7 separate regions of the Mus musculus genome follow, and regions 1, 2, 3, 4, 5 and 7 are each linked to region 6. A link is a contact called in public Hi-C, HiChIP or PLAC-seq, capture Hi-C and promoter capture Hi-C data. All regions are on one chromosome and are shown on one strand. Each heading gives the region's core, a stretch centred on a gene start, on an enhancer-like site or on the middle of the called end of the contact. The rest is flanking DNA. Distances are from core to core; before and after follow the strand shown.

Region 1 (3,874 bases), core at 968-3,467, 320 kb before region 6:
CACATACTCAGGACACATCACTTGGCCTCCTGAGCCTGTGTCCTCCTCTGAAATACGGAAGATTTCCCCTCCTTAGAGACATGTGAGAACTATCTGCCAAATACTGTGTGTTTAGTTCTTGTGCCCTGGTTGACTTGGAAGAACCAGAAAACAGGGTAGGGGCCGAGCTTCCCAGCCCTCTCCCCTGTGCACCATCCTTCCTCAGGACACTGTGGACTCTGCTCCTGAAAACAAGCTGGAAAGGAGGGGCTGAGGGTCCTGATGGCAAGGCACTCACTCGATTGCTTCCTTTATTCCATCAAATAAAGTCAAGACCCAAGGGAGTGTTTCAAGAGAGTTTATCATATAAATGATCAGCCTCCACAAAGTAGTCTCTTTACCTAGCCCACAAGCACCACACAAGCTGTAGGTGGCCTACCTACCCATTAAGGCACTTTCACCTTCAATGTTACACACAGGACATCACTCTGTGGCTCCAAACTGGGGCTGCGAATGTGTGTTGCACACAGCACTTTCCCCAGTTCCTCATCACTGGTATTTTTTTTTCAACCAATCCATATTCTTTTTACAGTACAGTTCAAAACCAAACCAAACCAACAAGGCAGCCATGAGGATTCACAGAGGAGTCCTCGTGGGGCAGGACAAGCAAGCTCTAGGTGTTGCCAGTGCCCATGGCAGCACCAACATTACCTAGTCCATCTGCAGGTAAGAAACTGAATCCCACCTGCCATTGAGATGCCCCTCCCTCACTGCTGCTCACAACTATTAGTCTGTCCTTTTAAACCACAACTGGAGCCACCAAAACCCAACTTTTCTTTTAGTTATTTCCTCTCAACTTCCCAGTTACCTTCTTTTTCAGATTGTGCATACATCGCTGCCGTTTGCATTACTAAAGCATGTTCGATCACTAACCCTCCATCAGGACACAGTGAGCTCCCGACTTAGCATAACCATCCCTTGTTTTCGTGTATAACCCGGCTCTTTTACTGTCTCCCTATGGTAGTTACAGCTCACTTACGCTCCCAACACTTGACAGTTTGCCCCGTGCTTTGGGAAGGTAGCCACACAATCTGTACAGGTTAGGGAAAAGGCAATTCTGGTACTTAAAGGTTTAGGGTCAAGGAATGAAGAACTAACTCACTTTTCCGAAGGTAGCCACACAATCTGTACAGGTTAGGGAAAAGGCAATTCTGGTACTTAAAGGTTTAGGGTCCAGGAATGAAGAACTAACTCACTTTTCCAATTACAAAACGAAGCGGACCTTCAACCCCACTCTTCGGAAAAGTCGACAGTTCTGGTACCAAGCCACAAGTGCTTGAAACCATCTCCGATCTCTTAGGCTGCAGCGACCAGGTTCCCCGCCCGCCCGGTACCTACCACCAACCCACCCATCTCCTGTTTTCTCACCCTCAAGCCACAGCTCAACTACACCATTCCCACTCGCCCCCGGTACAACCAACCTCCTTCCGCGGCAAACACTCCACGCCTCTGCCCTTCTCACCTCTTTCCCCCCAAACTTGGACGCATCTGTCACCTCCCCCCTGTAAATCACAAGTGTGTGTGCCTCAGCCCTAAACACGCTGCTAAAAAAAGTCCCACAGGCAGGGGGACTCAACCTGGACGGACACACACACACATTCCCGTGATCGAGCCCTCCACCCCCAGAACACCGGCCAGCACTCTTCGAATCCCCAGAGCAGAGTACCAACCCCTTTACAAAGACTACCCATGACCCCGCTGCTACCGACGACTTCCTTTACAGAATGTGGCCATCCTGGAACAAGACTCCCCCTCTCCGCTGTGCCAGGGCTCGATCACGGGGCCGCAGGGCCTCTGCCCACCGCGGAAGCGGTCGCTCCCGCCCTCACTACTTGCAAGTTGTGCCTCTTACCACCTGTTCTCGCCGAGAGTGGGGTACACCTTCGCCCGGGCCCGTTCTCTGCCCACCCTTCTCCAGCTTCCCCCCTGGCCCGCCAGCACCCGCGCCAGTCGGTTCCGCTGCGCGGCTCGAATGACCGCCCCTCCCCCGGGCTCGGAGGACGCCCAGCGGCCCGCACCCCGAGCCCCGCGAGCACCTGCGGCCCGGCCCGGCCCGGCCTCCTCGTCCCCAAAAGCCCGCACTCACCACGAATAGGTCTGTTCCGCCATGGTGCTGCCTCTCGGGGGCTCCGCGGCTCGCTCGGCCGGCGGCAGAGGGCGCGGCCGGGGGCCCCGGCGGCTCGCTCCTTCACTCGCTCGCACGGAGGACAGGCAGTCGGGCTCCGACAGACTCCGACGGGCCCCGCTCCCTGGGCCCCGGAGCGGGCGCGGGCCCCGGGCTCCGCGCTCGGCCTCGTCAGCCGCGGCGGCGGCGGCGGCTCCGCTGCGGCTCCAAACCCAACATGGCGGCGGCGGCGGCGGCGCGGAGAACAAGGGCCCCGAAACGGTGGCTCGGGCCCGCGCTCAGTGCGCGCCGGGCCGCGGGAGCGCCGCGCTCGGGCGGCGGCGGCGGCGGCCGGGGGACATGGCCGGCGGCGGCGGCGGCAGCGGCGGCAGCAACGGCTGAGGGGGGCGCTAGGCGGTGAGGCGAGGCCGCTCGAAGCACACCCGCCCGCCGAGGGAGGAGGGAGCGAGCGAGCGGGCGGGGGCGAGCCCGGGCCGCTGGTCACGTGCCCAAAACACGCTCACGTGACCCCGGCGCCCCGCCCCCTCGCGCGCGCTGCCCATGCGCGGAGCGCTCAGCCCAGGTCGGCTCGGGGCTACGGTTAGCTGCAGCGGCCGCCGCGCGCTAGGCCCCTTGGGCGCGCAGTGGTCCTCCCCGGTGCGCGGCGGTTGACTGCCACTCAGCTGTCAACCTTCCATCATCCACCGTCGGCTGTCCCTGGGTCCTCAGCTGCCAGTCAACTGTCAAAATGCGGACAGAGCGCTGCATTCGGGTTCCCGCGCTGCGCGGTCCCCCTCCTTGGTTTCTGCAAACGTCCCTTCGCGGCGCCTGGTGCCAAGTCAAATGCTACCATGCTCGTCTTCATAGAAGCGATCAGCGGGGTCCTTGTTGGGTGCCAGCTAGGCGTCAGCGCCTTCACCTAGGCCCTTGTCCTTACATGCATATTCTCAGGGAAGAGACATAGGTGGTTCGAGCTGGCTAAAGCACGAAGATTATTTCAGAGTCATGGGGCTATTAATAATGGAGAGCAATTAATAGAGACTAAAGGAAGGGTGCAGGCTACTTTGATAGGGTGAATGGGCATAACTCAGTTGTTAGAGCGTTGTGTGTGACCATGTGTTAGGAAAAAAAATTTAAAAACCCAGGCCTAGTGGTGCGTGCCTTTAATCCCAGCAAAGGCAGGCAGATCTCTAAGAGTTTGCGGCCAGCCTGGTCTACATAGTGAGTTCCAGGCCAGCCAAGAATACATAGAGAGACTCTATAATGAGTTAATGAAAGACAGGGAGAAACGTGAAGAAGCATATAGCAAGAGATGAGGAAACATATTTAAGCTACACAGTGTATGTTTCTGACCACATGACATTCTGGAAAAATGACTATGGAAACAGCAAAAAGTTCACTGGTTATCAGGCTGAAGGGACACGTGGAGGATTTTTAAAGCAACAAAACTAGACCACGAGACACTGTACTCCCAGAACTGTAGTAGGTGGGCCTTGGGGGGAGGGGTGTATACTGAGCAATAGATCAAGGTCATCCTCAGATATGCAGAGAATTTGACTTACAGACTTTGGCACAAAGTTTAAAGCCAGCCTGAGCTAATGAAATCTTGAAAGAAGAAAGAAAGAAGAAGAAGAAAGAAAGCTGTGGTGGACCAGAGACCAACCTCAGGAACGTAGGCCTGAGGTAAAGACAGGATGGTACAATGAACTGAACCCCCTCCCCAAAGGCATT
Region 2 (3,594 bases), core at 396-2,895, 470 kb before region 6:
TGTTTGGGTCAGCAAAGGCTCAAAGCTCTAATGGATGATAGAACTGGGAAGCCACTGAGAGGGGAACGGAGCCCATCTCGGGCTCAGCCCCAGACTGTAGCTCCTGTCACTCTATGAAGGTCACCTGTCCTGAGAGAGTTTTGCGGATTTAGAGAAAACTTTGACCTGGATCTTGGCAGTCCCAAGCAGGGGCTTTAATACCTGTATGTCTACGTGTCACGGACACACAATGAAGGTCAGAAAACCGCGACCCCTTCTTTTTTTTTTAGTTTTTCTCTGTATAGCCCTGGCTGTTCTGGAACTCACTTTGTAGACCAGGCTGGCCTCGAACTCAGAAATCCGCCTGCCTCTGCCTCCCAAGTGCTGGGATTAAAGGCATGTGCCACGACCTCCTGGCCTTTGGGCCCCCACATCCTTAGCAGCCTTAAGGGGACTGGGGGTAAAAAAACCCATGTTCTCTGCCAAAGCAGCTAGCGCTCTAGACACCGAGCCATCTTTCCAGCCTCCTATTTATTGTTATAGAGACAGGATCGCACTCTTGGAGCTCAAGCTGGCCTTTTAAAACTCCCGGTAATCATCCTGCTTTAACCTCTGAGAATACAGGCACGCGTCACCTGGCGTCAGCGCGCCCAGAGTTGTTTTATGTTCCTTTTTCTGAACCTCAAAAATCAAATTCAACCGGGCTTTCCATGTTTTGTCCGCATTATCTGTATGGACAGGATAAGTACTTATGGAACAAATGATTCCACTTCCCCCGCTTGGCTGGGTCGGAAAAATGGGAGTTGAGGCAGATACCCAAGGGCATGGACAATAACGCAGAAGAGCGCTGTGTGAAATGCCAAAGCAGGGAGCTCGGGTCGTGCCAGTGGTCCCCAGCAGGAGGAGGAGGAGGAAGCCCCTAGCTCCACTTAGGTTTCCAGGCCCGCCAGGGACCGTCGCCATGGAGACGCAGGCACCCTGGAGCCCCCTCCCCCTAACAGCCACGCGTTTCCGCTGCGTTGGAGCATTCTGATTGGACGGCCTCCTGGACGCTACCACACACCAAGCGCCTGCTAAGGGGTGACGGTGGGGACCGTATCCTCGCGGGACTCGCGTGTCCCGCCACCTGTTCACATGGCATCCAAGGGAGAGACGGGCCCCGATGCTCCACCCGGGGACAAACCATCGCTCGGCTTGCAAGAGCCTGGGCTCTTGCTTTCTGAGTTGAAGGAGGAGGGATGGAAAAGGCGGCAACGCCCCCTTCTGAGCTGACTCGGTCCCCAGCTCTAGAGCACCGGAAGTGTTGGCGACGTGTCAGTGCGCCCTTCTCTAAACCTTCCCCGGCCCAGGCCACCTTTCCCAGTCGACTGTGGGATTCCGGGGCGGCCTGGGCGCTGCACCCGCCACTTCCGCATGGAACCGCCGCTTCAACCGAACTCCCTCCCTGGGCGCGCGCTCCTTCTCGTGCCCCGTGGTTGGGCCGGAGCCTAGGCGCGGCCACTCCCCTCCCCGGACGCACCAGCCAATGGCGCGGCCGCTCTCGGCGGGGTGGTGGGTAATTCATGAGGGCCTCCCTCTGATTGGCTGAGGCGCTCCGGGCTGAGGGCTGGGCGTCGGGGTAGGTTGCTCCCGAGGTGGGAGGCGGCGCCCCAAGGCCGAGGAGGTGGAGGAGGAGGAGGAGGAGGCCCTGAGAGCGACATGTCCCGGGTTGCCGAGGCAGAACGGTCCGCTGCGCTGTTCTCCTGAGTTGGGGGCGGCCGGCCGAGGACGAGGGTCGGCAGGGGCTGCCCCCGCCGTGGTGGCCGCCATGCTGAGGCCCCGGGGAGCCGAGGGAACCGCTGTGGCGCTTCTCCGGCTGCTTCTGTTGCTGCTGCTGCTGGGACCGAAGCTCCGGGGTCCGGGGCTCGGCGTGGTCGGCGCCGCCGGGGCCGGACTGCCGGAGAGCGTCATCTGGGCAGTGAACGCAGGCGGCGAGGCGCATGTGGACGTGCACGGGATCCACTTCCGCAAGGACCCTCTGGAAGGCCGGGTGGGCCGAGGTGAGAGCCCCTCCGGCCGAGCCTGGGGGGGTCCGCAGCCTGGGAGCAGGGCGCAGCTGCGGGCCTCGAACCCCTTCCTCTCCAGCCGGGAGACCACAGCCTTGGAACGAAGTTTCTCTCTGCAGTGAACCTACCCCCAGCCCCCCAACCCCCCACCCTCCAGGGACCTGGCCAGGACCCAGGGCCTAGCCCTGACTGGAAGCTTCCAAGAGCCATCGAGGCATAGAGTTGGCGAGAAGTTTATATTTAGACCCTTTCTCATTTTACCTTGCCCCAGCCCCTCATCCCACCCAAGCTGGGAATGTAAAAGGCAAGGGTGGCCTTTTGCCTGGCGCCTGGAGGCCTCGCAGGTTGGAGGTCATCGACTCCGCTGCTCTGCCATCCATCGCGACGGTTTCCAGGAGATGCTTTGCCCACCCTACAGATCACCCGCCGTTTTCCGTGCCCCTTCCAAGCCCGGGACTGAGGCTTGATTCTTCGCCAGAACGGCAGGGAGTCTTCGAAGGGGGAATAGTACGGGAAAGTTTGACTGTGGCACCCCTCCCCTCCCCTCCTTTGGAATTTGTATGCTTAAAAGTCAAAGCCACCCGACGGGTGTCGGTATATCGCAGCCCATCCTGCCTATGAGGTCAACCTGTGTAAGGTTTGAGTGTGACCCCCGGGTGATCGTAAGACGTTTGATCCCAGCTTAGGGGGAAAGTGGGTTTTACAGAGTTTCACAGTTCACAACGGCCAAATGAGAATTTTGAGGGCAGATGGTTAAAAATACAGGTTCACAACGGCCAAATGAGAATTTTTGAGAACAGATGGTTAAAAATACAGGTTCCTGGGCAGTCTCTAGACACAGTAGACAAACTTTTTTTTTTTTTTTTAACTTAACTAGCTGGGACTCGGGTCTCTGCCCTAGGCACTTCTGTTATAGGTTACCTTACCCCCCCCCCCCCCAATTCATTCTTTGGAGAAAACCGCTCTAGATTCTTCCATAAGTAGGATTGAAAAACAGGTTTAGAAGGAAAGTCGGGGACTGAAGAGCTGGCTCGGTGGTTAAGAGTGCAGATTGTTCTCTCAGAGAACCCGTTTGATTCCCAGCATCCAGATGATAGCTCAGGATTGTCCATAACTCCATTTCCCAGGGATCCAGTGCGGCTTTCTGACATCCACAGTCACAGGCACACGTGTGCACAGAGAGACATACATGCAGGCAGAACACTACACAAAACTGTTTGAAAAGGTTTTTTGAAAAGGTTTTTCTTGTTTCATGTTCTGGAAGATTGATGCTGTATGCTGGGCGCAGAGGCTGCCTTTGCAGACAACAGGAAATCTCTTTTTTCAGTGTTTGTGTGTGGTTCTTTTAACTTTACTGAAGGTTTCAACTTAGTTTCTCCCAGTTTCTGTGTCGAGATAGTTATATTGTGTGTGTCTTATCTGGATGTTGTGGCACACACCTATAATCTCAGTACCATCAAGGCAGAGGCAGGAGGATCCCTGATTGATGAAAGCCAGTCTGGTTTATCTAGGGAGATCCAGGTCAGCCAGCAATCCAGGGCTACATTATGAGAGCTTGTTTCACAAAAGA
Region 3 (3,907 bases), core at 1,337-3,836, 400 kb before region 6:
GCCTAAGGTAAGGTACACTCTGAACAAATTATACAGACAGGAGACAGCCAGTCTGGCCACTTAGGCAAATGGGGGGGGGGGGTTCCACACAGAAGAGATATCACATACTTTAAGCACACAGGTATTTTCTCAACAGTTGTCACCCAGAGAGAGTCACCCTGCTCACGGGGACTAGACGGATGTTGCTCCTTGAAGGTATATCTTGTGTTCTAGGACTGGCCCTAGCTGCTGGTTCTAAGTCAGGATGTCTCCTTGGTTATGGGAGTGGAGTCTAATAGGATGAATCCTGAACAGACATTTACATCCCAGCATCCTAAATTCTCTCTAGCAGGCCTCGTTCACACTACTTACCTTCTAGTATTTGGGAGGTAACATTGCTTTGGCTAAACCCCACTTGTGACCTAATGTCTCCTTAGCAACTCTTCTAGGAAATCCTTTACAGTGTCAACTCTGTCGCTCTGTGTTTCTTCTACATTAGACTGAAGAGCACACTGGCTTTGCTAAAATTACTTCACTGAGATTGTTACCATGAAAATATTTTTACAACTGTCTCAGAGGAAAAACAACCAAACCAGATTCTGTTCATTTCAGCCAAGTGTACAAATCAGAAGCTGCAGCCACACTGCGGTGGCTCGGCACACCTGTGGACGGTGAGCTAGCAGCTTACATAATGTCTCTCTGATGCTCACCAGGAAGAGTCAGAGCGATAAGGAGCAGCATCACAGCTCAGATCAGACCGATGCCAGCACAGCTGGAAGGCACAAGCAGTGACAGTGGGAACCTCGTTCCACCTCCCATGCAGCAAGTGGTCTGGTGAAAACAAGGCGCTCTCAAGCCTTAAGTGCTGGGCCTGGCATCCCAGTGCCTGCTTGAGTATGATAGGGCAGCAGCAGGAACAGACATCCCTGCCCCTCTTGTGTCTCCAAGGGCTCAGAACTAGAGGTGGTTCTAGGTGAGAAGTAGTTGCTCTGAAGGCTTGACTAGGAATGGCCACACCCCAGTCTGGGGACTGCTGTATGAGGTAGGTCTGGAGTCTGGTTAGACAGGCTGAGTTGAGGTAGGGACACAGTGGATGGCAGTCCTGCTGCTCTGGTGAGGATAACCCATATTCCAACAGAGCACTAGATTTCTGCAGCCCCACATCCCAGGGCGAGTGGGACATCAAAGTGTTGAGCTTGGTTCTCACCACCTAGCCCAGGACTCTGTTTCCTCATTTTCCAGCACACTAGAGACTTCTCTCTACTGGAACAAACTGGGAGACTCTAAAGCAGGTGTTCTCAACCTTCTTAATGCTGTGACACTTCAAAACAGTTCCTGTTTTGGTGACCCTCAACCAAAAAGATTATTTTTATTGCTACTTCATAACAGTAATTTTGCTACTGTTAAAAACCACAACATAATTGGTGTTTTCTGATGGTCTTATGACCCCTGTGAAAGTGTCATGCCCACAAGGGGCTGAGAACCACAGATCTAAGTAAACGTAGACGACATTTTTTGAGACAGGGTTTCTCTGTATAGCCCTGGCTATACTCAAGAAATCTGCCTGTCTCTGCCTCCCCAGTACTGGGATTAAAGATGTGCAAAACCCAGCTAAATTTAGGTGATGTAGACTAAAAAAGTACATGTGCACAGAATATCCCAACAGCTACAGAATACACATTCATCTCAGCAGTCTGTGAAGTTTTAAGAAAATTCAACCACATCACATTTCAGGTGATAAAGGAAGTCTTAAAGATCCCTGAGATAACGTCATGCACTTTATCAGGTTGTGGGAACAGAAGCAGAGATGAGAGAGTAAGAACTACAGAGCCTGTGTGTCTTGGTTTGAGTAAGAAATGCCCCATAGGCTTGTGTGTATAAATATTTGGCCCCCAGCTGGTGGCTCTGTTTTCCAAATTTTGAAGGCATTAGGAGGTGAGGCCTACAGGGAGGGAGGGGTCCCCCTGGGGCGATGGTGGCGGTGTACGGAAAGACCCTGTTTCCTGATGCTCAGAGCAAGCCGTGTCTCAAGTTTCCACCACTAGAGTCAAGGCCCAGTCATCACACATACCTCCCTTGCTGGGATGGACCGTATCCCCTTAAATCATGAACAGGATATAAGCCTCTTATAGGTGCTTCTGTGGGGATTTTTGTTACTTGGACAAGAAGGTAACACACTACACAAACACTGAACAATACAGTCTTGAGTAACAGTGGTCAATGAAGAAATAAAAACTACAACATTTCAGAGCTCTCTGGACACAACAGACACAGCTCTAATGTTACCTTTACAACTTTTACTATTTCCATTTAAAACATCACTAAACTTAAGCCATCAAAGCCTCTCAGCACAAGTAAAGGAAATCAGCGGGTGGGGTGGGGTGGGGTGGGGTGTGTGGGGGGGTGAGTCAGACTGAAGCAGCAGGGGTTTTACAATCAATGGATTCTTTGAAATTTTATGTTCCCCAAATTGGAAGATCAAGGTGAAATGGATAAATCCCTAGATATATACAATCAGCTGAAATGAAATCAAGGCTGTGATAACTCCAACAGATCTAGAGTGAGCAATGATGTCAGCACTAAGGGAAAACCCACGACTGTGCAGACACATTCCTGCAGACCTGAGACGATCTGCATGGTCAAACTACTCCACACAGACAGGAAAAGACACTAGCAAACTCACTACACTGAGCCAGGGTTAACTTTGCTACCAGGCAAAGTCCAGGTAAGGACTCCCATCTTCCCTGGTGCTGCAGGCAGAAGACTTGTCAATAAAAATTCTTGCAACTGAAGTCAACAGCACACTAAAGACCACGCCCACAGCCAGGCTCACTCACTCTGAGAAGGCTCAACTCAAGCTATGTGCTCCTTACTTTTTTTTTTTTTTGGATATGGTGTTTAAATTCTTAAAGCCATAAGGGAAGGGAAAAACCAAAACAAAAACCCCCATCTCACCATGTAGAGCAGGCTGGCCTGGCCAGTGATGGTTTTCTATAGACCAACAATGATTCCTCTGAGAAGAAAACCCTAGTCATGATGCTCTCCTCCCACTCCCAAAGTGCCAGGGGAGTGAAGCCCTGGGAACTCGAGCAGAGAGGTGAGGAGACATCTACTTGAAGTCACTACAAAATGCACAGACCTACTCATGAGTTAGCACTGTGGCTCGCAGATATAATGACCATCATCAGAATTCCAGTAACATTCTTTTTTTTTTTTTTTAAAGATTTATTTATTTATTGTAGCTGTCTTCAGACACTCCAGAAGAGGGCATCAGATCTCATTACAGATGGTTGTGAGCCACCATGTGGTTGCTGGGATTTGAACTCAGGACCTTCGGAAGAGCAGTCAGTGCTCTTAACCTCTGAGCCATCTGACCAGCCCCTCCAGTAACATTCTTAGCAGAAACAGAAAAGACAGTAATTACCAAAGGTCCTGCACAGCCAAAGCAGGTCTAAGCACCACCAGGAAGGACAGGCATTACCTCATTTCAAACTGTGTCAGAGTCTCAGCACACAGCCAATGGAACAGATAGACTGCAGAATGCACTCTCAGTCCTCTCTTCTTTTTATGGTGCTAGTGATGGAATCAGGCTATGAAAGCTCTGTTACGTTATATCCCCAACCGCCCCATATACAACACATGCACTGAAGACACTTTTTCTACACCATGTCTGGGAAAGCTGGATATTCCTGTAAATTACAATGAAAGTGGATGCCATGGGAGTGGGAATAGGCTCCCACAGACGCATGCATTTGAATGCTTGCTCATAGAGAATGACACTATTAGAAGGTGTGGCCTTGGTGAAGGAAGTTACCACTGGGGGCATCAAGTCTACCTACCTATGTGCCACCTGGCTTCCTGCCAAGGTGACAATGGACTGAACTGCTGAACTGAAAGCCAGCCCCAGTAAAATGCTTTCCCTTACGAG
Region 4 (3,895 bases), core at 746-3,245, 440 kb before region 6:
TTGAGCTCAGGACCTTTGGAAGAGCAGTCAGCGCTCTTAACCACTGAGCCATCTCACCAGCCCCACGGATAGTATTTTTAATTTTAATTTTCAATTACACTTAGTGTGCGTGTATTATGTGTGTGCGCGCACACACATGTACATGAGCATTCATGCATACACACTAGCCATAGCATGCATGTATGCAGTAATCAGAGGACAATTTACAGGAGATGGCTTTTTCTTCCTACCATGTTGGTCCTAGGTATTAAAGTCAGGTGCTCAGATTTGGCAAGTGGCTTTACCCACTGAGCCATCTTGCAAGCCTAACATAACATATTCATACATAAATGTAGATATTCTATGCACACCATTCTGCATCTTGGGGTTGTTTTGTTTTGTTTTCCTTTAAACATTTCTTAGTCTGTTTGTAGAGACAGATTAGTGCATATAGGCCTTCCATTTAAAGGGCTGCCCAGTAGCTATGAGATTGCTGTGTGATTTACCTAACCTCCATTGAACTGTGAACCTTGAGAGCCCATTTTTTTGCCAGTACAAATTGCTAGACTGCACACCCATATGCACCAAGTGTTTTTTTTCCTGAGAACTCTCTTACCTTTATCTTGCTGTTACAAGACCCCATGACCAAGGTAACTTATAGAAGCAGGGGTTAAAATGGGATTTACAATTTTAGAGGGTTGGAGTTGATGACCATTGTGACAGGGAACATGGTAGCAGGCAAGCAGGCAGGCAGTCCACACTGGAGCAGTAGCTGAGAGCTCACATCTTGACACTAAACCAGATGCAGAGAGGGTTAACAGGGCCTGATGTGGGCTTTTGCTACCTTGAAACCCACTCCCAGTGACACACCTCCTCTGAGACCACACCTCCTAGTTCTTTCCAAACAGTTCTGTCAGCTGGGAAGCAAGTCACATGTGTGAGCCTTATCATTCACATATATGACATCATCACTCCAAGCCCCATACAGAGCTTTCAGGAATTACTAGAACATCAAAAACAAACAAAACCATGAAAACTGTGTTCACCAATCATGGACCATGTAGCTTTGGACTATACCAGAAATCTCTTTTGGGGAGCAGGTAGGATGTTCAAATAATGAATTGATTGAAAAAAAAAAAAGAAGAAGGAGGAGGAGGAGGAAGAGGAGGAGGAGGAGGAGGAGGAGGAGGAGGAGGAGGAGGAGGAGGAGGAGGAGGAGGAGGAGGAGGAGGAGGAGGAGGAGGAGGAGGAGGAGGAGGCCTGGGCTGGAAAGATGGCTCAGCGGTTAAGAGCACTGCTCTTCCAGAGGTCCTGAGTTCAAATCCCAGCAACCACATGGTGGCTCACAACCATCTGTAACAGGATCTGATGCCCTCTTCTGGTGTGTCTGAAGACAGCTACAGTTTACTAAATAAATCTTTTTTTTTTTTTTTGCTGAAGGGACCCTGATATAGCTGTCTCTTGTGAGGCTATGCTAGTGCCTGGCAAATACAGAAGTGGATGCTCACAGTCTTCTATAAGATGGAAAACAGGGTCCCCAATGGAGAAGCTAGAGAATGTACCCAAGGAGCTGAAGGGGTCTGCAACCCTATAGGTGGAACCACAATATGAACTAACCAGTACCCCCAGAGCTCATGTCTCTAGCTGCATATGAAGCAGAAGATGGCCTAGTCGGCCATCACTGGGAAGAGAGGCCCCTTGGTATTGCAAACTTTATATGCCCCAGTACAGGGGAATGCAGGGCCAAGAAGCGGGAGTGGGTGGGTAGGGGAGCAAGGCGGAGGGAGGGTATAGGGAACTTTCAGGATAGCATTTGAAATGTATATAAAGAAAATATCTAATAATTTAAAAAAAAAAAAAAAAAAGCATGTGTTTTAAATATCCAGAGTGACTGGAGTGTGAAGATTCTCAGGTCAGCACCCTCGCACCTTCCAGGAGGCGGCTCCTCCACAGGCCCCGCCCCCAGGAGCCCGGGCCTCGCCCCCCAGGAGCTCAGGCCCCGCCCTGGGCGCCAGGGTCCCGCCCCCGCTCTCCATAGTTACGGCGCCCCTGAGGTGGCGGCCATCTTGGTGGTGGAGCGATGAGCGGGTCGAACCCGAAGGCTGCGACTGCGGGTTCGCAGGCTGGGCCCGGCGGGCTGGTGGCTGGCAAGGAGGAGAAGAAGAAGGCCGGCGGCGGCGTCCTGAACCGGCTCAAGGCGCGACGCCAGGGGCCCCCACACACGCCCGACGACGGCTCCGGGGCCGCCGTCACGGAGCAGGAGCTGCTGGCCCTGGACACGATCCGCCCCGAGCACGTCCTACGCCTCAACCGGGTCACCGAGAGTGAGTGGCGAGCGGGCGGGCGGGCGGGCGAGCCGCGCCCTCCCTGGGCACCGGGCCTGGGAGCGCTCGGCGGGCTGGGCCGGGTCGAGTGCTGCCGACGCCGGGGGTCTGCTCGGGCCGTGCTGCTGAGGGCCCCGCTTCCCAGACCCGGCGAGCGTCTCTGGGCCTGGTCCGACCGACCCTGCCCACCTTGGGTCCCCGTCCTTGCGACCCCAGCCCTTAGCCGGGTTCCTGCCCACCCATCCTGCTGATCTGACCAACCCCAGCTTCCCGCAGCCTGACAGAGCCCCTACCTGCGGACCCCGGCTCCTGACAGCCCCTCCCCCTCTCGACCTTTGCTTTCGGTCCCCTCTGGGGTCGGGGACCCCTTTGTGTCCAGGTAGCTTGTGCTTCCGTCAAACACGTGGCTGTTGCGTTCCTTGCACACTTAAACTTGGTTGCATTTTTTTTCCACATCTCCCCCCACTCTCCCCCCCAAAAAAAAGTTTAAAAGTTTGAGCGTTTGTAGAAACCGAGACGGGGATCTTCTTGCTCTTGAAAATTTCTTTTCTAGTGAATTTACAGTTGGTCGGTGTTTCAGAAGTACGATTTTTTACATCTTTTAAGTCTTTTTTGACTGGTGTAAGGGATGGTGGGAAGAGAGACGTGTCTGCTCCCTGATGATCTACCTCTGCCTTTTGGAAGCTGCCCAGTCCAGCCCTGACCTGACACCCTTTCCTCACCCACCCCCACCCCAGGAGTTTGCAGTCACCTGGTTAGCCTTGGCTTGCCCTTTTCACCTCCCTGCCCTGGAGACTTCTAACCCTGTTTCCCTGAAGGATGTCAGAGTATCCGCTGGATTGCTTCACTGGGGCCCCTGGGGCTGTGAGGTGTAGTTCAGGTTGCTCATGGAAATGGAGTTTGAGGGAAAGTGGCTATTAACTGGCTCAGCCTGTGCAAAAGGAAGCCTCCATCTCCTAAAATAGTTTCAATTTGATTTGGGATGTTTGGTGACCCAGTTTCCTAACACTGTTTGGGGTGGGGACACTCTTTCCTCTGCCCAAAAACAACTGTAGATAGTCATGCTCGCGGTCCCGGAACAGTGAAAAAGCTGCTTCAGTTCTCTGTTTTCATGGGGGATTTGAAAGTATAGAAATGGCTAGTACCTGACCACTAACATCCTGTGAGCCTCACTGGTGTCTTGGACTGTCAAATGCCTGGCCCTACAGACATGCTAAGGACACTCGGGTCTCCCCTGATGTATGTCCCTTTCCCATCTCTGAGAGTCCTTAGAGAAAGCCACAGCCAGAGCTTAGTGGCCTTTGGATTTTATCATTCTTAAGTTCTTCTGTGATGTGTTTATAAAAAGATAAAGAGGTATAGAATAGGTCCTTTGAGGGTGTAGTGAGGTATGGGGGAAGGGGATGTCTCAGCGGGCCTGTGCCAAGGCATCCCTTCCCCTTGAGGGACCTGCCACACAATGGTATAGTATAGAACATAGTTTATTCAGGGCATAGGGAGGAGAGTTAAGAGGGTGGTAGAGGCAGAGAAAGGCAGAGAGAGAGAGAGAGAGAGAGAGAGAGAGAAGAGGAAAAGAGAAGAGAAGAGAAGAG
Region 5 (3,679 bases), core at 406-2,905, 280 kb before region 6:
GCCTCAAACTCAGAAATCTGCCTGCCTCTGCCTCCCAAGTGCTGGGATTAAAGGTGTGCGCCATCACCGCCTGGTGACGTATTTCTTACATGAATGAGGATCGAAAGCACATATTCACATAAAAAAGTGCATGTGGATGTTTCTAGAAGCCTTGCTCACTGCAGCTAAAACGTGGGCGGAACATAGGTAATTAGCTGTCTATGGATGCACCGGAAAGTGCCTGGTCTCCTTGCAAAAGTTCCCCACCCACCATTCACTATCGAGGGGATAAAATGAGATCTGCGCTCTGGATGGAGTGAACTTCCGGCCTCCATGACTGCCAGAGGCGGGGCTAGAGACCTGCATAGGAATGGGCTGCTCAGGAGAACAGTTTCTTTAGGATGATGAAAGTGTTTTAAATTGATCGATTGGTGCGCTGCATGCTGGGATATGCTTATGGCTGCTAACAGCTGCTGCATTTCAAAAGGCAAGAGGGCTGGGCAGGTGACAAGTCAGACTGCCTGGGTTCCACAGAGTGGAAGAGAGAGATAGCTGATTCCTGCAGTTGTTCCCCGACCTCCACACCCAAGCTGTCACACATACACACACTCTCGGGAACACACACACACACACAAAAAGATTTAAAAAATATATAAATGCTTTCATTAGGTAATACTGACAAAAGTAATACTTGAGAAAAATTAAAATGGTGTATTTGGGGCTGGGGTTCTGGCTCTTGGTAGAGCCCTTGCCTTGAGTATACAAGGCCCTGGGTTTGACCCCAGCAAGACTAAAAACTGGCTGTGGTACGGGTCTGTAATTCCAGCACTTGGGAGCTAGAGGTAGGAAAATCAGGAGTTCAAGGTCAGCCTGAACTACATCGTAAGACTGTCTCAAACAAACAAACAAACAAACAAACAAAAAACCCCAATACATATGTGTGCGTGCACAGACACAGAGAGATACACACACATACACACACACATAGATTAGATATACACACACATAAAATTAGATACACAGACACATACAAGACACAGAGACATACACAAACATAGATTAGTTATACACACACATATAGATTAGATACACAGATACACACAGACACACACACACACACAGACACACACACACAGGACACACACACACACACACGTTCTGGTTCGGATCACACAATGATAGGATGCAATACATTATAACCCAGTATCCTCAACACAGAAGTCTGAAGTGCTAAGACAACAGGGGTTTTTCCCCCCCTGGGAAGTCTGATGTTGGGCTAGGACTGAGGGTGCAGTGACCCACTCCAGGAAATGTGACCTGATTCTGCCCTGGAGAACCGGCCCAGTGGCCCAGAGCTTCCTGCTGTCCCAGCGGCCCAAAGAAACAGGCTTTTAAAGTTCTCCTGTGCCAGGCTGAAAGCATCCTGGAGAGTGGGACCCAGCGCCGCACCCAGAGGCCTCCTGGCTCCTGCTGCCTCTAGCCCTGCGCCCCTGGCCCCTCTCCACCTCCCCCACCCTCCCTTCTGCTCACTCCCAATTGCAGGCCATGACTCCCGGTCCCGGTCCCTCTCACCCGCCATGAGGCCTGCACTTGCAAGGCTGAAGTCCAAAGTTCAGTCCCTTCGCTAAGCGCACGGATAAATATGAACCTTGGAGAATTTCCCCAGCTCCAATGTAAACAGAGCAGGCAGGGGCCCTGATTCACTGGCCGCTGGGGCCAGGGTTGGGGGCTGGGGGTGCCCACAGAGCTTGACTAGTGGGATTTGGGGGGGCAGTGGGTGCAGCGAGCCCGGTCCGTTGACTGCCAGCCTGCCGGCAGGTAGACACCGGCCGTGGGTGGGGGAGGCGGCTAGCTCAGTGGCCTTGGGCCGCGTGGCCTGGTGGCAGCGGAGCCATGGTTTCTAAGCTGAGCCAGCTGCAGACGGAGCTCCTGGCTGCCCTGCTCGAGTCTGGCCTGAGCAAAGAGGCCCTGATCCAGGCCTTGGGGGAGCCAGGGCCCTACCTGATGGTTGGAGAGGGTCCCCTGGACAAGGGGGAGTCCTGCGGTGGGAGTCGAGGGGACCTGACCGAGTTGCCTAATGGCCTTGGAGAAACGCGTGGCTCTGAAGATGACACGGATGACGATGGGGAAGACTTCGCGCCACCCATTCTGAAAGAGCTGGAGAACCTCAGCCCAGAGGAGGCAGCCCACCAGAAAGCCGTGGTGGAGTCACTTCTTCAGTAAGGACCCCAACCTGTCCCCAGCACCCAGGAAGGAACTCATAGCGCCCCATTCTATGCTCCTGGCAAGCTTCACTTCCCGTCTAGGGGGCCTTAGGAGCTGTGGTCTTCAGGCTGGTGGTTAAGGGCTTCTTGCCGAACCTACCCCTCTGTTTGGCCCTACATACCCCGTATCCGTGGGCCACCTGTTTGCAGTCCGGCCTTTAGGAAACAGGGACAGGCCTGAGGTCACTTTGAAACAGAGGACAAAGGAAAGCCAGCCCCAAGAAAATGGTTGGAGAACTAGTGGGTGGTAGAAATCCTTCCCCAGTGTGGTCGTTTGTGCTCCCACAAATTCCACCTTCTTGGCTGGGGGGGGGGTCAGATCCAGGTTTGGGGCCCCAAAAGCCCCTGAGGAGGCCGGGCTGATGTTGGGCTTTTAGGGGATTTCCTGATCCGCCAGGGCCTTAAGCATCTGGCAGGGTACGCTTGGGTTTCTTACCTGGGGCAGATGGAGCTGAAGGTGGCAGTTTCCCTGCATGGCCAGGTGCTGCTTGCCCCTGACCCCAGCCTGGTCAGATAGCAGGGTTAGAGGCCTCCCCATACCAGACCCCCCTCTTCTGTTGTCTGGCTCCCCATCTCCTGGAGTGCTGAGTGGGTCCCGATTTCAATGCCTCCCCCGTCTCTCTCCTCAGCAAAGCCGTTCTGGTTACTAATTACCCACGCACGCCATTATTTCTTTTGTTTTATAAATTTATAAATAGCAAAAGGCTCTGATAAGGCCTGTGATCATTAACTTGTCGGGACGGTGGCGGGGAGATGCCCATTTGGGGGTGGAGAACGAACAGGAACACCAAAGTGAGGGAAAGGTAGCTTGGGGGCTGTGGGGAGTACTACCACCCCCAATTCCCCAAGCCTCCACAGTTTCCCTGAGATTATCGCCCGGCACGCTATTTTCTGTAGGGATTTCTGCTGTGCCTAAATCCCCATAATATAGAGATAACCGCCCCCCCAGAAGGAAGTGGTTAATAAACACGCTTTACAGTAGGGAAACTGAGGCTTAGACAGGGAAGGCGCCGTGGAGGGGCCTGAGGGCTGGCTGAGGAGTTTGGGGACAGTCTCACAAGAATACTCCAGAGGCAGCCTTTTTTCTGTCCAAGGTCCTGATTCTGACTTGGGGTGGGGGAGGGCTGGTGGATCCCGGCATTTCTGGAAGTGTCCAGAAGCCTCCCTGGGCCTTGGGCAAGGGGCAGAGGAGCAGTCAGGCCCCCTGACTTGGCAGAAAGTGGAGGGCAAAGGGCTGCCTCACCGCAGGGGAGGGGCAAAGGGCCGAGTATTGCCAGAACCAGGGCACAAGAAACCTGGATAGGGTGGAGCTGGGCCTGACCTGTCTTGGGGCCCCAGGTGGGGCTAGGGGCTTAATATGAGGCTGAGGGGCCAGGGATGCCAAGGGTCTTCTTACCTGGCTAGGTGGGACCTCTTGATCAGCAGCCCTCACGGTG
Region 6 (3,812 bases), core at 544-3,043:
CAATAATACCCGTCTCAAGAAAAATAGAACTAAACCAGGCTTGATGGCGCAGGCCTTTAACCCCAGCACTTGGGAGGCAGAGGCAGGCAGATTTCTGAGTTTGAGGCCAGCCTGGTCTACAAAGTGAGTTCCAGGACAACCAGGGCTACACAGAGAAACCCTGTCTCAAAAAAACAAAAACAAACAAACAAAAAAAACCCCAAGCAAACAAACAAAAAAGGAGTCAACTCTAGAGCAAGTGCTTTCTGATGAGTAGAGGAACGGGTGGATGGACGAACGGGTGGATGGACAAACGGGTGGATGGACGGGTGGAGGCAGAGAGGGAGGGATGGGGAGATGAAGAAAGGGAAGGATGAATGGATGGGTGAACTTTCAAGACCTGTCTCAGGACACCAAGCTACTATCTAAAAGATCCATCTTTCTTGTGTCGAGTCACATGTGGTTTCTGAGTGTCTCAGCTGGAATGGAGCAGGTTGAGCCATCAGGATTCTCTCTGAAGCCAGAGGCCCCAGTGCAGGCTGTTATCTCTCCATGGAATTAGGGAGTCTTCCCAAAGGTGGGTGGGGTTCTGGCAGAGCTGGGACACTGGGGAGGCTGTTGTAGGAAGATTGCATCTTGGGATGCCCGAGGCGGGGAGTCTGGGTGGGGTGGGAACAAGCTGAAATTGGTGGCTTGGGCACCTATCAGTAGGAGATCTAACGTGACTGGGCATGCAAGAGATAAGGACGGTCGGATCTTTCCCCGCCCGCGACTTCTTGGGGTCATGCCTGTAGTTTGGGTCAATCTTTCTGCCATCTGCCTCCTGAAAGGGTAAATTAAAATCATTTAACAAGATTTAGTATATGCTTTTCTGGCCCCTAGACATCTTCTCACTGCCCTTACTATGAACCACAACTAATTTCCTTCCTTCCTTCCTTCCTTCCTTCCTTCCTTCCTTCCTTCCTTCCTCCCTCCCTCCCTCCCTCCCTCCCTCCCTCCCTCCCTTCTTCCCTCCCTTCCTTCCTTTATTTTTTGGTTTTCGAAACAGGGTTTCTCTGTGTATCCCTGGCTGTCCTGGAACTCACTCTGTAGACCAGGCTGTCCTGGAACTCAGAAATCCACCTGCCTCTGCCTCCCGAGTGCTGGGATTAAAGGCGTGCGCCACCACTGCCCAAATTACTCCCAGCCCCTGCTCGCCCTTCCCGTGCACCGCTCACAGCTCTCCGGCTCCCTCAATTTAAGGCTTTGCTTAAGCGCCATGGTCACTCTATCCTCCGTGACCATCACAGTACGGAGCAGCAGCAGTGCAGAGTAGGATTACTGAATACTCAGTGTGGGCGGAGTACCAGGCTCTCCACTTGGAATTTGGGCTGTTATCTCTCCATGGAATTAGGGAGTGTTCCCTAAACACACTGAGCTCTGTGTTTCAGGACGCAGCAGCTAGGCTGCATTGTGGCTGAGGTGAGCCGGGGTGTAGGCTGTGGGGCGCGAACCTGGCACTTTGGAGGACCCTGGATTGGGAAACAAGGCCCCGTCAGGGTTTGAGCTGTAAACCCGGCCAGAGCATCCCAACCTGGGCGCGGCTCACCAGGTGCAAGACGCCCGCGCTTCCGCTAAGCCCCGCCTCCAGACCAATGGCGCGGCGGCTGCGGGGGCGGCGGGCTTCGATTGGTCGGAAGGGCGCGGCGGTGGGCGCCCATTGGCAGAGCCCCTGAGGGGCGGGGCCGAGTGCTCCATGGCTCCGGCCTGCGGGCGGCGCTCGGCGCTCGCTGCGAGGCGCGGGCGGAAGTGGCGACGCTGGCGTCCCGGGAGGCGGCGGGCGGCGACAGCCCGGGCGCGGACGCCCTCGGCGCGGGCTGGGGCATCACCAAGGGCCTCGACCCCGAAATGGCGCTGCTGGCCGAGCACCTGCTCAAGCCGCTGCCCGCAGACCGGCAGATCGAGACCGGGCCCTTCCTGGAGGCTGTGGCTCACCTGCCGCCCTTCTTTGGTGAGTCCCGGGCTTTGCCAGTCCTCCTCACCTGCCCAGATCCCTCTTCCTCAGATGCACCCGGGCCCTTAACTCCCTGTCATCCATTGCACCCAAACACCGCTTGCTATTGCACCGTGGGCATGCTTCATCAGCCCTCCGGCTGCGCCTAACATCTTCATCCCCGGCTTCATTTTCCGCCCCCTTCAGAATGGTTCTCAATTCTCCCCCACCCTCACTCTGAACGATAAGCCCTACCCCCCACCCCAGCCTCTTCCCATCCCAGACCAAAGAACACCCCCATCCCACCCCACCACCTCCAAGGACTTGAAGATGGAGCTGCAAAACTCAAGGGCCCTTTTTAGAGGAAGTCATGAAAAGGGTTTCCCCCATCTGGGAAAGGGGGCTGGATTGTGGGGGTGATGTCAGCTGCAGGGTGCTTAGCTCGGATCCCCACCCCCTTTCGAAAAGGAAAAAGTCCGGTCTTCCATATGTCAAGTTGAAGCACCTCCCAGGAGCGCTGGAATGAGTCCCCAAGCCACTTTCAGGCGCGTTCTCTCCCCGCCCCTCCTCCAGCCTAAGACCTTGTTGTAAAGTGGAAGGAAAACTAATGCCTCCTGCCCTGCCCTTTGCCTTGCGGTTCACAGAGGGTGCTGCTACCTGAGCCCAGCTTTCTTCTTGGTGGGGACGCTCCCAGCGCCCTACCCTGCTAGCTCACTTGGTGACTTTGCAGGATGACACCAGCTCCCGGGTACAGAGTCCAGTTGAAATACTTGGACAGAGCCTTGAAACCGCCTTAGCCTGAGGAGGTCTGGCACCCACTCAACCCCTGGTGGGGATAGGGCGTGTGTGGCCATGTAGATCTGTGTCTTGGAGTCCCTATCTGTGAAATGGCAGGTTTGGGGGTGGGGACTAAATGAGAGCCTGTGAAGGGTGGGTGTTAGCTGTGGAAAGGAACTTGTGTGAAGTTCTTGAATCTAGTTTCGGGCCCAATGCGCCAGCCTGGAGGAGCATCCCGAGAGCAGGTCTCAGGCTTTCTCAGAGGCTGAGAAAGCTCCAGCACTGCCCAGTGGGTGCTCTGTCAACCCGTGGCATGCCTAAGACCTGCTTTTTTTCGCCTGTATCTCAGCTGTAGATCAGATTGCATCTCCAGAGAGAGGGAGCTGTTGGCGTTAGCTTTGGTTTTTATGACAGCATTATGTTGTTTTTAAAAATATATTTATTTGTGTGTGTTGGCATGGGGGGGGGGACAGACAGGCGGGGGCTGGAGGACCGTTTTCGGAAGTTTGTTCTCTCCTTCCACAATATGGGTTCTGGGAACCAAACTCAGGTCATGGGGCTCCACAGTGACCTGCTGAGTCACCTCCCAGCCCCGACAACACTATGTCTTCTGTGCCCTTGGCTTTCTGAGTAGTTGCTAGTTCGAGCCAGCCTGTCCTGGGTTCGTAATCTGCTGGAGCCAGTGCTTCTCAAGGGATGGCAGTTTTGTTCCTTAGAGGGGGTGGGGGGGCAGTATCTGCTTGTCTGTGGAGATGGTTTTGTTCTTTGTCGTTGAGGGGTGGAGCAGAATGCTACAGAGCACCCTCTGGGTACAATGCCCCTCAATACATAAGCCACAAAAGGGTGCTGCAACCCATCAGCAGCTCCACAGTGGTGGTGGCATGACTTCCCTGTCCCTCACCAACGTGGCATGGCTGCACTTGGGGGCACCCCTAGTGCCTAAATGTCCGGCTGGTTTGGGAAGAGATGGAAGGAGGCAGCTGAAGCTAAGGCAGACGAGTCACCCTCGCTCGCTCCTTGTTTCTGGTCTCAAAGGACCCTTGTCTTCGCTGCCATCCTGGGCTGTGGGGTGTCACAGCTGTGG
Region 7 (4,001 bases), core at 1,217-3,716, 330 kb after region 6:
CTTGGGCATATGCATCCAACGGGGCCTGGCAGCAAAAGCCAGGAGCTGGCACCCAGAGGCCCTGCAGTCAGTGTTCTTCTTAGGTGTGGGTGGAGCAGATGTGCCACCGTGGGTTAGGGGCACAGCTGCCCTGGAGACCCCACTCTGCCACTTACACATTCTGGAGCAGCAGCCTCTGGTACCTTTCTCAGGGGCTCACTTTCAGTAGAGATAGAGAAGGGGCCGGAAGGGCTCTGAGAGCAGGAGCACCAGGCGGATATCAGCGGGGTGGCCATCTCTGCTCAATTTACCCAATGCTCTTCTGCAGCAATTCTGACGATAACATGTTGAAAAACATCGAACTGTTCGATAAGCTGTCCCTGCGCTTCAACGGGCGGGTCCTGTTCATTAAGGACGTCATCGGGGACGAGATCTGCTGTTGGTCATTTTACGGCCAGGGCCGGAAAATCGCTGAAGTCTGTTGTACCTCCATCGTCTACGCCACTGAGAAGAAGCAGACCAAGGTGAGGGCCGTGCTCACGGGAACTCAAAAGAGGGGGTTGTGGCAGGTCAGAGAAATGGGGGCACTTCCTACCGACACTGGGCAAGCAGAGAGGGCTGTGCTCCCAGCTGTCTCCGGGCAATCTGGCCGGATTCAGGTTTGCACCTGTGTGCCCAGCCGCTAGGGCCTTCTCCCTCTGGCATCCTGATCTTTCTGACTGCCCGTGTGGGGTCACCCTGCTCCGGGTGGCAGGAACTCCACCAGCATGGCCTCATCGAGGCTCACCGGTCAGAGGCCTCTGCTGCCTTCCGAAGCTGACCCTTGACTGCCCTTGGCTGTCCACCCTGTCCTTCCCTTCTGCTGACCCGGATCTGTCTTCCGCTGACGTAGGCTCCACACGCCATGGCTTTTTACGGTTATTACGTGTAGGTGTGTATATCTGCAGGGGGTTTGTGCACATGAGTGCTGGTGCATCGGATTCCCTGGAGTTGTGAGCTGGAGCCCGGCTCACTGTCAGAACCACACCTCTCTCTAGGCGTGCTTGCCCAACCTTCTTAGACTTGGAGTGAAAGTGGCCCCCTCTTTCCCGCTCTCCCCTTCTGCTCGCTGCACATTCTGTCATTTCTCTCTCACCCTAAGGGAAATGGACGTTAATTTTGCCAAGGTTCTAGTCACCTGTGTGTAGGCCATAGTCACCTGTCGGGGTTGCTCTCACCCCTGAGGCTTTGGGAGATGTGGTTCCATGGGATCCTGGAGCTGGCAACTGAGGCTAAACTCAGGTTGTCGGGTTTGGCGGCTCTACCCTCTGAGCCACCTCAATGGCTCCGCTATGTTTTTTTGGTGTGTCTGGCAATTGCCACTGTGAGACTTGGGTCACAAGTTCCGCCTAGCCTTGTGATTGGAGCTCTTGTGGCAATGTGACTTTCCCAGCCTTCAGCCTCTCACACCGGCTGTCCCCATGGCTGGTCTGTGTGAAGCTGAGGAGCAGACCCTGCCCATGGAGGAAGTCGGATACCCAGAATAGCTTTGCAAGCTCTCTCCCTTCACTGTCCTGGGCTCACCTCTCAGTTACCCAGAGAGCTGGGGCTTTGCTTATCCCTGTCATTCTCCCACCCGCTCAGACCCCAACTCCCCACCCCTGCCATGAGGAAGATGTCACTGAGGACAGGCTCTGCTTGCAGCCGTGAATCCGCTGGAGGCCGAAGTGTAGTCAAGTGGAGGACATCCAGGGAGCACTGTGGACTCCCTGGGATTGCATTGTCAGCCTAGGAGCTGGGGAGCCTGAGGCCCTGCTGAGATGTAGTGTGAGGTAGTGGCCATGTGCAGCCGGCTAACGTTCCCACCATGTATTTTGTGGGGCACAGGTTGAGTTCCCTGAAGCCCGCATTTATGAGGAGACCCTGAATATCTTGCTGTACGAGGCCCAGGATGGCCGAGGACCTGACAATGCCCTCCTGGAGGCCACGGGCGGGGCAGCTGGACGTTCTCATCACCTGGACGAGGACGAGGAGCGGGAGCGGGAGCGGATCGAGCGCGTGAGGAGGATCCATATCAAGCGCCCAGATGACCGGGCCCACCTCCACCAGTGAGCAGGCCGAGCACCCTGCCTTCTGCCCTCCCTCTGCTCCTGCCCCGCCCCCTCAGACCCTGTGCAGGCTTTGGGGCACCTCCCACTTCCCCTGGAGTCTGAGACACTTTTGTAACAAGCCAGATGATTATTTTGTTATTTCTTGACAAAGTAGATTGCTTCTGTGTTGGCCCGGGTGTGCACCCCTTCTGAACATGCTGTGTCTGGGGTCCCACCTCCCGTGAGAGCCTGGAGCCCAGCCTTCTGGGGCCTTGGAGGAAAACGTATGAATGAGTTTGGCGTGTATGTGAGAACCTTTGTTGCAGTATTTATTTTTATGGGTGTTGACTACCTATTAGGGCCTCTTAGGTGACACTCCCTCAAGGACTTAGTTTGGCAGTTGGGAGGAACTGCGTAGTTGGCAGCCGGCCACCAAGGCGTCCTTGAGCAGCCTGGCCCTGGTGTGTTCTGAGCAGGCAGTCTTTGCTCTCCTGTGAGTCTGCTCTGTGTGCGGTTTTGTACAGAGCCCCTTGGGCACAGTGGAAGGGGGACGAAGTGTGCTTCTGGCCTCTCCCTGGTTCTCAGCATGGCAGGCACACTCCAGGCTGGGAGCAGACCGATTCCTGGCAGTTGGCTGCTCTCTCGGCTCAGTCCTTTTGATGTACCCCATCCAGGAAGGGGCAGCCATCGCTGCTTTAAGGGTCTACTCCTCTCTTGCATGGCTTCCTTTTCTCATCAAGGGGGTGCCTTGCCCTTTGGTTAGGAACTGGGGTGACCGCAGACACTGGCACCAGGTGAGGACACCACTGAGTTTGCAGCAGTTTCCCTGCAGAATAGAGTGGGCATGCAGATACCTTTGGGTCTTGTTGTGTTCAGGGGATGTGTGTGTGACTGCTGGTGGGACGTGTGACTGTAGGGCGCAGGCGCTCACGACAACAGTCAGTTACCTCGAGTCTGCTTTGCGCAGAGGAGTCGTGGCTGAGTAGACTAGTTTCAAGGTTAGGTGAGAGTGTGGGATGGATTTGGCTGCTTGATAAAGGAAGTGTTGGCTATTTTTTAGACCAAAGGTATTAAGTGGGCAATCTCTGACAGGTTTTAAAATTTCTATTTAGCGACGGTTTGTACAGCTCGCTTTGTACATGACAGTTGTATACCTTTCTCTTGTATCTGACACAAAACCTATGATAAATACTCAAACAATCCCGACTGGATCGAGGAACCATGTATGGGGTAGACTTTTGTATTAAGAGCCAAGAAAGGGAGCTTACGAATCATGTTTCCTACGTTTTTATACTGTTTGTTTTAAACGGCAGCCCTGCCCAGTGGGTTCAGCTTTTCTAGGAAGTGAATGTCAGTACTGGTGTTTTCTATAGGAATGGAGAAGCCATGTATACACTGTGTAAATGCTCATGTGAGAATGACCTAGCGGCACAATCTGACTTGCCTTGGCCTCTGGCCTTCCGGTTACTGTTTTTGGCAGCTCTCTCTACCTTCCTCTATCCTCAAACCTTGTGCCTGTAGCTTTGTACTTCAGCTCCCAGGGATAGGAACAGACCTAGTGAACATTCCACGGTGCCTGATCTCGCTGGCAACTGAGTCCAGCTAGGGCCTGACCCAGCGTCAGTCTCCAAAGCTCTGCTTCCGGATTCCAAACACTGGCGTGAGGGGCAGTAGTCAGCACTTCTAGATCACCATCTAGTGAGTCGCTGGTGTAGAGTGAACTTTTACTGCACACTAAGGGCTCACAATTAAAATAAACCAGAATAGCTTTTTGCTCATGGTAACCAAGTTCAGTGTCTGTGGGGCCCACAGCCTGGCAGGTCTGGCCCAGCTCTCTGTCACCTGCTGTGGGAGATGGACCGTTTGACCTCTCTGGAGGCTGAGACCCCATACCTGCTGCTCAGTGCTGGTAATCAGCCCTCCCCAGAGTGCGTGCCGGCCAGAGGGCTCCAC

What was found. Promoter capture Hi-C pulls out the DNA fragments that hold promoters and counts their contacts. A called contact is a pair of places that touch in the nucleus more often than the background predicts. HiChIP or PLAC-seq counts read pairs in DNA pulled down with a chosen protein or histone mark. Capture Hi-C pulls out chosen DNA fragments and counts their contacts.
Region 1: a Hi-C map of epidermal suprabasal cells shows a contact between it and region 6, with 4 times the contacts expected there. The contact joins the promoter of Sppl3 here to the promoter of Gltp in region 6. A contact is called at or near these places in 2 of 484 Hi-C or Micro-C datasets (embryonic stem cells and epidermal suprabasal cells), 3 of 115 datasets of contacts at active chromatin or transcription factors (embryonic stem cells, memory CD8 T cells and pancreatic cancer cells) and 1 of 9 other capture datasets (pancreatic islet).
Region 2: an HNF4G HiChIP or PLAC-seq map of pancreatic cancer cells shows a contact between it and region 6. The contact joins the promoter of Mlec here to the promoter of Gltp in region 6. A contact is called at or near these places in 8 of 39 promoter capture datasets (embryonic stem cells, hematopoietic stem and progenitor cells, hippocampal neurons and 3 more), 2 of 484 Hi-C or Micro-C datasets (CD4 T cells and muscle stem cells), 4 of 115 datasets of contacts at active chromatin or transcription factors (embryonic stem cells, memory CD8 T cells, pancreatic cancer cells and 1 more) and 1 of 9 other capture datasets (liver).
Region 3: a contact with region 6 is called in a promoter capture Hi-C map of embryonic stem cells, with 2.9 times the contacts expected there. The contact joins the enhancer-like site here to the promoter of Gltp in region 6. A contact is called at or near these places in 1 of 39 promoter capture datasets (embryonic stem cells), 2 of 484 Hi-C or Micro-C datasets (the HL-1 cell line and embryonic stem cells), 3 of 115 datasets of contacts at active chromatin or transcription factors (bone marrow-derived macrophages and embryonic stem cells) and 1 of 9 other capture datasets (embryonic stem cells).
Region 4: a contact with region 6 is called in an H3K27ac HiChIP or PLAC-seq map of embryonic stem cells, with 3 times the contacts expected there. The contact joins the promoter of Unc119b here to the promoter of Gltp in region 6. A contact is called at or near these places in 2 of 484 Hi-C or Micro-C datasets (both in embryonic stem cells) and 3 of 115 datasets of contacts at active chromatin or transcription factors (embryonic stem cells and pancreatic cancer cells).
Region 5: a contact with region 6 is called in a capture Hi-C map of embryonic stem cells, with 2.5 times the contacts expected there. The contact joins the promoter of Hnf1a here to the promoter of Gltp in region 6. A contact is called at or near these places in 4 of 39 promoter capture datasets (the 3T3-L1 cell line, the C10 cell line, the HPC-7 cell line and 1 more), 1 of 15 datasets of contacts at CTCF or cohesin (large pre-B cells), 3 of 115 datasets of contacts at active chromatin or transcription factors (embryonic stem cells and pancreatic cancer cells) and 1 of 9 other capture datasets (embryonic stem cells).
Region 7: a contact with region 6 is called in a FOXA1 HiChIP or PLAC-seq map of pancreatic cancer cells. The contact joins the enhancer-like site here to the promoter of Gltp in region 6. A contact is called at or near these places in 1 of 39 promoter capture datasets (liver), 2 of 484 Hi-C or Micro-C datasets (CD8 T cells and LSK cells), 4 of 115 datasets of contacts at active chromatin or transcription factors (embryonic hindbrain, forebrain, neural tube and 1 more) and 1 of 9 other capture datasets (liver).

What each region holds. Positions count from the first base shown.
Region 1 is chr5:115,009,867-115,013,740 of GRCm38.p6, reverse strand. Sppl3 (signal peptide peptidase 3) reads right to left here and starts at 2,217. Exons shown (of 11, transcript NM_029012.2): 1 at 2,126-2,217. The coding sequence starts at 2,148.
Region 2 is chr5:115,156,227-115,159,820 of GRCm38.p6, reverse strand. Mlec (malectin) reads left to right here and starts at 1,645. Exons shown (of 5, transcript NM_175403.3): 1 at 1,645-2,018. The coding sequence starts at 1,787. It overlaps Gm35465 (a long non-coding RNA gene), which reads right to left and starts at 322. Exons shown (of 2, transcript XR_387598.3): 1 at 1-322.
Region 3 is chr5:115,090,015-115,093,921 of GRCm38.p6, reverse strand. All of the region lies in intron 8 of Sppl3 (signal peptide peptidase 3), which reads right to left. Among named protein-coding and RNA genes, the nearest start is that of Rpl37rt, 16 kb to the left of the region's middle. Within about 2 kb of position 2,586, at least 25 of the 459 cell types and tissues checked have an H3K27ac peak or open chromatin away from gene starts, as enhancers often do. A contact at or near this core is called in embryonic stem cells, where this site is marked.
Region 4 is chr5:115,133,075-115,136,969 of GRCm38.p6, reverse strand. Unc119b (unc-119 lipid binding chaperone B) reads left to right here and starts at 1,995. Exons shown (of 5, transcript NM_175352.4): 1 at 1,995-2,303. The coding sequence starts at 2,060.
Region 5 is chr5:114,969,038-114,972,716 of GRCm38.p6, reverse strand. It overlaps Hnf1a (HNF1 homeobox A), which reads left to right and starts at 1,655. Exons shown (of 10, transcript NM_009327.3): 1 at 1,655-2,198. The coding sequence starts at 1,873. It overlaps Hnf1aos1 (a long non-coding RNA gene), which reads right to left. Exons shown (of 6, transcript XR_878697.3): 1 at 2,680-3,679.
Region 6 is chr5:114,688,916-114,692,727 of GRCm38.p6, reverse strand. Gltp (glycolipid transfer protein) reads left to right here and starts at 1,793. Exons shown (of 5, transcript NM_019821.2): 1 at 1,793-1,969. The coding sequence starts at 1,867.
Region 7 is chr5:114,363,711-114,367,711 of GRCm38.p6, reverse strand. Myo1h (myosin 1H) reads right to left here. Exons shown (of 32, transcript NM_001164573.2): 32 at 3,136-4,001. Kctd10 (potassium channel tetramerisation domain containing 10) reads left to right here. Exons shown (of 7, transcript NM_026145.4): 6 at 308-503; 7 at 1,846-4,001. The coding sequence ends at 2,070. Among named protein-coding and RNA genes, the nearest start is that of Kctd10, 15 kb to the left of the region's middle. Within about 2 kb of position 2,466, at least 74 of the 459 cell types and tissues checked have an H3K27ac peak or open chromatin away from gene starts, as enhancers often do. A contact at or near this core is called in LSK cells and pancreatic cancer cells, where this site is marked.